Linked DNA regions of Mus musculus: region 1 is linked to region 2. Evidence: chromatin contacts called from public promoter capture Hi-C data. All regions are on one chromosome and are shown on one strand. The core of a region is the stretch at or near the end of the contact, and the rest is flanking DNA. Distances in the headings are between cores, read along the strand shown. Region 1 holds the start of Commd9 (COMM domain containing 9). Region 2 holds the start of Ttc17 (tetratricopeptide repeat domain 17).

Region 1 (3,893 bases), core at 84-2,583, 7.5 Mb after region 2:
GTAGTTAGTACCTCATTCTGGAAGCTCACAGCCTGCAGCCACTTTGAATCAAGACATGGAAAGGCTACACCTAAAGACTTATACAATATTTCAAAGCCAGAAAGCCTGGGATGGCTCAGTTGAGTTGTTATGCTTTCAATTTCTCAAGTGCATTGGTTACTGGTGTGTCACTGTGACAGGAACTAGATGGAAACAACTTAGAGGAGGAAGATTTATTCTGGTTCATGGTTTCAGAAGTTGTAGTCCAACATGGCAGAGCAGGGTGGCAATAATGTACAGCCAAGACTTCTTACACAGCAGCAGACAAGACACCATGCAATCAGGCCAGAACCAGAAGCAGCATAACCCCCAAAGGCCTGCCACTAGAGACCTTCACTAGCAAGGTCCCAGATCCTAAGGGTTCTAACATTCAGCAGTCCCACAAAGCTAGGGTCCAAGTGACCACAGGATGAACCTGCAAAACAGATTTCAGACTCAACCCATAGCAAGGTTGTAGTTAAGCCTTTGACCCAGCGACTGCCACTTTCAGACTCTCTGAAGACTGGAGGGTCTGCCTCTGAGGAAGGTGTTGGCAGGTCTTGCTGCATGACCCTCAACACTCAGTTTTAAGGGAAAGAATGCAGACAGAAGAGACCGTGCCGGAGGTGCACAGAGCTAAGATAGTCAATATCTTCACACGCCTTCTTCCTTTCTAACCCCTTTCCTAATCAGCTGCCCTTCAAACCAGACCTCTTCTTGGACCACAGGAAAGTTACTAAGAACCCTAAGTGACTTAGCTTGACTGTCTGGATAAGGCTAGTTACAAAGGCTCCTATCTCTCCACAAACAGAGAAGAAACTATATGCCTTGAAGCGTTGTTTTTTGTTTTTTGTTTTTTTTGTTTTGTTTTGTTTTTAGGGAGTACTGCAGGCATGTGAGCGTGTGTGTGTGTGTGTGTGTGTGTGTGTGTGTGAATTCCAAGAATTCAAATAGGCAAAGCTTCATTTAAATCCAGATGGTGAGTAGGCCGATCTCTTCTGGGCATCTAAGTTGCCAAGGTGTCTGCCAAGTCTGCAGGTGCATTCACCAGATCAGCCAGCCTACCCAGAGGGGCAAAGGCAAAACCAGTTTCCCTGACCTAGGATGTCCAGCCAGTTGTTCCCTGGAAATCATTCTATATCCGAGTTCTCTCAGTATCTCAGCCCTCTGGTCTTTGAGCTTAGTCATACAGGAGGAAGACTTCCTGGTTCTTTGCACGCCGTTCCCGCCAGCCACGGTGAAGAACTACAACTCCCAGCATGTCCTGCGAGGGGTCACGAGGCACGCTCCGCTTGCTCCGGCTGTCACGTGACTCCAGAAAGATGGCGGCCTTGACAGCAGAGCATTTCGTGGCGCTCCAGAGCCTACTGAAGGTATCTTGAAGGGGTGGGGACGCGTGCGGCCACCGTCTTAGGGTCTGGGACTTGGTGCAAAGCAAGAATTGGGAATAAACCGGCCCTGACTTGGAGCATTGTCCCACTCCCACCCTACCCGCCGCGCGTCAGTGCTTCTTTGTGTGACCCTGAGAAAATCGTTCAGCCTTTCTGAGCTTTTAAACAGGAGCAACAAAATTAATCACGCCCAGATATTAAGGTGGAAGTAAAAATCAGATAGTCGATGTAAATACACCCAAGAATTAGTGACCACGAGTGGTTTTATAGATTGGAGCACTTGGGTGACAGTCACCAGTTCCCATTTCATCCCAGTCTTTACGCCTCTCTCAGGGAAATTCTCTCCTTCTTGTCACCCTAGTACTTCTAGGGACGTCATAAAGTTTGAGTTACTCCTTAGAAGGGTGGCTTTGCATTCCCTCTTAGGACTTATTACTAGTGTGCACACACCATGGATGTCTTTGTGTTCTCTTCTGAGGAACATGATTTCTGTTTCTTCTTGTTTTCCTTTCTTCTCTCTTATCCAGTTGAAGATCAGAAATGATCCTCGTGACACTGTCATTATAAGTCACACATATAATGCCCTTTCCGTTATCCATCTTCCTAGTGTGCATTTGCTCAGTCCACTCCTGAGCACTTTGACTTCATTGTTCACAAGCCTATGCCAACAAGAACAAGACCTGGCACCCAGTATGTGCCGAAGAAATAGCTATGAAGGGCTTTAGTATAGTGGAGCTGTGACTAGGATCCAAGAGTTCTCCTTAGCAGCTTTTTCTCTTCCTTGTGGTTGATTTAAGCCATTCCTTTTCCATGCTTGCTTGTCTTGGGACATTTTCTTTTCCTTGGTAAGTTTTGGAAAATAACATATAGCATACTGAAATCATTAGTAATTCCCTTAATGACTACACACTCATGTAGCCAACACCAGACCACAGACTGAGACACCAGTACCCCCAGTGCCTCCCTGGTTACTTACTTCACTTGCCTTCCCAACAGTGCATAGCTTCGGACACCATGTACTATTACTCAGTCTCTGAACTCCACAGAAATGGAACACTTCTTCATATCAGTGTTCACATCTGGCTTCCAGTCATGATTGTAGCAATAGCTCATTTTCACTGCTCTATTGTTTAAATACACTTTATTAAAAGCTAACTATAATATCTCCTGTAGTTGTGGGAAATAATGCAGAGAGATTTTTGTCCCATGTTCCTTAATGGTGACTTCCTGGATATCTACAGAACAATATCACAGTTGGGGTATTTACATTGATCCAGTAAAGCTCCAAGGCATAGCTATCTATGTAAGACCCCTGGGTTGACATCTTACAGCCAAGCTCACTTGCAGTTGGCCTCCAGAATTCCTTGACACTTCAACATTCTTGTATCATTAGTTTTCATTTCAAGAACGTTTGTAAATCTTGGTGTAGATGATGTTTGTGGATTGGCTTTCCTCACTAAGCCTAATTCTCAAGCTGTAGATCGAAACCCCTTTGTGGTTGCATATCAGTTTTCCTGAATAGCAGATATTTACATCACGATATAAACTATGAAATAGCAATAAAATAATGTTATGGTTGGGGTCACCACAACGTGAGGGACTGTATTAAAGGGTTGCAGCATTAGGAAGACCGAGAGACCACTACTCCAGAGAGAATCATACAAATCATAGGTATTCACAATTGCTTCCTTTTTATTTCTTCGAAGTATTCTGTAGTGTATTCTATTTGTTTGCTCATTGGTCTGTTGAAAAAGGCATAAAGAGTACTTCTAGTACTCAGCTTTACAGATGAAGTTCCTAGGCCATCTGGAAATTATACGATTTAAAGACATCTCCAAACTTTTCCAGAGTACCTGCTCTACTTTACACGTATATTTGTATCAGCATCAACATTTGGGGTTGTCAGTATATCCTATCTGAATCATTCTGATAAGTGTTTCTCGGCTCTGTGTGTGTCTACATTTGTGTTTGTGGGTGTGGACATGTGGTCAGAGGACAAGCTCCGGTGTCAGTTCTGCCTTCAGTCTTGCTGGAGGTTTTCTCATCCTTTACTGCAACATGCACCAGGCTTATGCCCGTGAGCTTCTTAGAATTCTCTTTCTGCTTATTATTTTCAGACGGGGCCTTAGGACTTCAGGCATGTGCCCTACTTAAGCTTTTGTGTGTCTTCTGGGGATCCATCAAGTCATCGAGCAAGTGCTTTACCCACTAAGCTGTGTCCCAGCCCTATCTATCTATCTATCTATCTATCTATCTATCTATCTATCTATCTTTTATATTTGAGTCTGTAATCCACACTGAGCCGATTTTGTATAAAATATATGATACATAGGTTGAGTGTGCTTAGTTTAACGTCAAATTGTTTCAGGTCTGTTTGTGAAAAAGAAGATTTTTCTTCCACTGAATTGCTTTTGCAATTCAAGAATCCCTTGGACGTATTTGTGTTGGTTTGTTTTGGGGTCTCTGTTGCGCTGTTTTGCCTCC
Region 2 (3,618 bases), core at 458-2,957:
CCACCAAAATGGGAAGGAGAAGTCAATGTCATCGAGTATAAATAGCTGTGGCCAGAAACAATATAGCGAAGGAGCCAATGGGAGAAGGGCTCCCCAAATTGCAGCATAAGTGACTGAATTCAATGCCTCCCTTCACGCGGACCTCAGCAAACCACCAACAGCAATCAAAAGATGAAAACAGGGATGGTGCAGGATTTCCAATCTTACGTTGGAAAGGCAGCCTTACTGTATTTTTCTAGGGGTTCTGACATTTTTAAACTCTCAGTTGGAGGCTAATGAAAATTAACTTGGATCTTGAACTTAATATCCATGAAAAAGAAATCCTTTAAATCGGGAGTTTGATATAAATACACTCGAGGAAAGAGTACACTGGAAACACAAAGTGTGGGCATTTTAAAAATTTTGTTTAGGTTTGCTGCATTGTGAAATGTCTCATCTTAAATATAAACCATGCGATGTGTTTCTACAGTTAATCAAAAGGATCAGTTTCTCTCTCTCGCCTTTGGTTAAAACATGAGTCAGTATGCTTAAATTGCAAGGGGTACACACTTCACTTTTTAAATGGCTCCTGGACATTTCCTGATTGTTGTCAAGCGCTGGAAGTCATTAAGTTTACAAGATTCTGTGGTGAAGCACGCGCGCGAGCACGCGCGCACACACACACACACACACACACACACACACACACGCACACACACACACACACACACACGCAGTCCTTAAAGCATCAGCAGTATGAAAGCAAATGCAGATGCAGGCATCAGAAAGTTATATAAGAAAAGCGGTCACTCCTCTGAGAAATCAGTTCAAGCATAGGTAATCTAGTAAACTGCAAATGCTGAGTGCCGGGCTGGGTCAAAGGAACTAGGAAGCAATGTAAAATACACCGGGAAATGAGGGCACTTAAGAACTGAATGATGCGGGCACCGCCACCAGAGGCATGCATCTTCTGGCATTCCTTCAGAAGGAGCAAGAATGGGTTGTCTTTAAAGAGCCCCTAATGACCTGGCTAACGGCACAGCCTCAAACCACCACATCGCGAAACAAATCCCATCAGTGGGAGACAAGGCTGGAGGAGGCGCATTAAAAGATCCATCCATTCACTAATGCCACCCTGGCTGTCACCGGCCTGGGACGCGCACACTCCCCGGCACTGCCACCTGCTTTCTACTTCCTCGGGGAGAGGTGGTGGCGCGCGGGTCCTGGTCCAGCGGCTCCAAAGGCAGAACTAATGATGAATCCGTGACTCCTAACCCGGGAGCTCAAGTCTCAGCTCCCCGGGGTCGGTTCCGGGACGGCGCGCGGCCCCAAGGTGGAAGGCTGAGAAGTTCCCCACGGCGGAGCCGGGGCGAGGGGACCAGAGGGGAGGGGGCGGCGCCAGGTCGGAGCGCAGGAAGCCTCGGCCCGTGGGCCGGGACCGTGGGAAGCCAAGCTGGGGGCGGGGCCGCGCGGAGCCACCCAGGGGCCCGGCTCCGGGATTCCCCCTGATCGGGCGCGGGCAGAGAGGGGGCACCCTGGCCGCTACCTGCTGTTGGATCTTCCCGTCCTCCGTGACGACCCAGTGCGTAGTGGCCAAGGCCCCTCGAGCCACCACGCTCAGCAAAGCGGAAAGGCTGAGAAGCCAACCCGGGCCGGAGCGAGGTAGCAGCTCGAACCGGCCGCGGACCCCTATTGCCGCCGCCATCTTGCCCCCCCGGCCGGGCTGCTCACACCGGAAGCGGAAGCGACTCCTTGCGGTCCGCCATCTTGGGGAGGTCGCCTCTGGAACTGGAGGAGGAGCCCGCGGAGTGCCTCGGAGACGATACCGGTCCCTTTACTCTCGGTCGGGGAAGCCGGTCCTGCCACACCTCAGGGCTGGAAACGGCTTTCTAGTTATCGTTTTTCTGGAGGCTATAAGATCCCCAAGCGTGGGAATCGGAGGGGAGATAATAAAACTAGGTGGAGCTTGAGCAGAAGTGAGAAGACGGTGAAGGTCTTTTTAAAAAGTAAGTATTGTTTCTGGTAGGGCAATAAAAGTTATACTTTTCAACTATCTGAGAGAGGCTTTTTTTTTTTTTTTTAATAAGTCTCGTAATGGAGTGTTAAGCGGCGCAGTCGTACTGTGTAATGCATGTCACACATCGAATTAAAAAAATAGCTCGTTATCAAATACAAAATATCAGCTCATTACAAGTTATGTATATGTGATCGGCATACTTTTTCTTCCGAAATTTAGAAAGCGATGTGTCCTTACAGACCACTTACATCCAGTGTGGCCAGATTTTTGGGTCTTACAGCAGCAGCACCACGTGTCTTGTGGACTTTGGTGGGCAGCTCTAGTCTAAGTTAAAGACCTAGGTGTAGAACCCAGATAGTGGCATCTCCGGGGAGGGGACTGTATTAAATATGTAAGCACTGCGGCTTCCCTTCCCCGAGGGTAGACTCAGCCATTATGAGTATGTTTTAAAGAAGTCTCAGGTGATTGATTTGCATATTGAAACTTAAGAGGCGCACTACCAACAGGTACAGTAGCTGTTAACCAGCTTAGGTTCCAGGCTCTGCCAATGTATGTTATTATAGGTATTTCAGGTCGGCCTACTAGTATGGTGGGCGTATCATCTTGTAACAAAGCTGTTATGCTTTTTTTTTTTTCTGTTGAGAAAAAAAAAAATTGTGCCCTGCCACCTACATAGATGTGTTGCAGGAAACAAATGTCTGCCTCATGTTATGGGAACAGAGACTGTGCTATGGCATTGTAATTCTTCTGAGAGCAGTTTGGTTTTGTTGATTTTGTTTGTTTTGTTTTTGAAATGAAGTCCCATTTGCAGCCTGAATTGCCTGGAATTTATTTAGCCCAGGCAGGCCTTTAAGTCCACCTGTGTCAACCACCTGATGCTGGATACAGGCATGAACCATCAGGCCCAGCTCACTAGGCAGCTTTTCTTAAAAGTACCCGTGTAATGAACATTCGTTTTATTAAAAAGGTATATCTTGGGGCTGGAGAGATGGCTTGGGGCTACAAAGATGGCTCAGGGCTGAAGAGCACTTCCTGCTCTTCCCTGGAAGCAGTGTTAGGCCACAACCACCTGTAGAACTCCAGCTCTAGGGGATCCTCCTTTATACATGTGGCATACAGTTCTCATACACAAACATATACACCCACGTACGTATGTGTACACACACATACACACACATATGTATATATTTGCCTGTAGAGACTGGGTGTAAAGGTCAGCTCAGGACCTTTGGGAAGGTTATGAAACACTTGCCCCTCCAGAAGGGAGAGGTTAATTAACATTTCTCAGACCACAGGGTGGAACCGACAGGATGGACTGTTGCCCACCTTCAGACAAGGGAAGTCCTTGTTACCTCATTCCCTAAAGACCAACCAGTTTAAAGGGTGCACTGTTTCGCCAATCATATTGTGCCTAGTTGCTGATGCTCTATTCTGCCTCCTGGAAACCTTATAAAAACTCACTGAACGGGTGCTGCTCCGCCTCTCCTTCGGGTCTGGGACGACCCCAGTGCACTGGAACAATAAATTCCTCTTGCTTTTTGCATTGATCCTGGCTCCACATGGTTTGCTCAGGGGATCCCCAGTAAGCTAAGTTCCTTGGACTCTTACATGGGCACAGAAAT

The links. Promoter capture Hi-C pulls out the DNA fragments that hold promoters and counts their contacts.
Region 1: a promoter capture Hi-C map of pre-B cells shows a contact between it and region 2. The contact joins the promoter of Commd9 here to the promoter of Ttc17 in region 2. A contact is called at or near these places in 3 of 39 promoter capture datasets (cranial neural crest, frontonasal cranial neural crest and pre-B cells).

Annotation. Positions count from the first base shown.
Region 1 is chr2:101,884,929-101,888,821 of GRCm38.p6, forward strand. Commd9 (COMM domain containing 9) reads left to right here and starts at 1,334. Exons shown (of 6, transcript NM_029635.3): 1 at 1,334-1,391. The coding sequence starts at 1,341.
Region 2 is chr2:94,404,982-94,408,599 of GRCm38.p6, forward strand. It overlaps Ttc17 (tetratricopeptide repeat domain 17), which reads right to left and starts at 1,708. Exons shown (of 25, transcript NM_183106.2): 1 at 1,526-1,708. The coding sequence starts at 1,684. It overlaps 2810002D19Rik (RIKEN cDNA 2810002D19 gene), which reads left to right and starts at 1,726. Exons shown (of 2, transcript NR_027831.1): 1 at 1,726-1,985.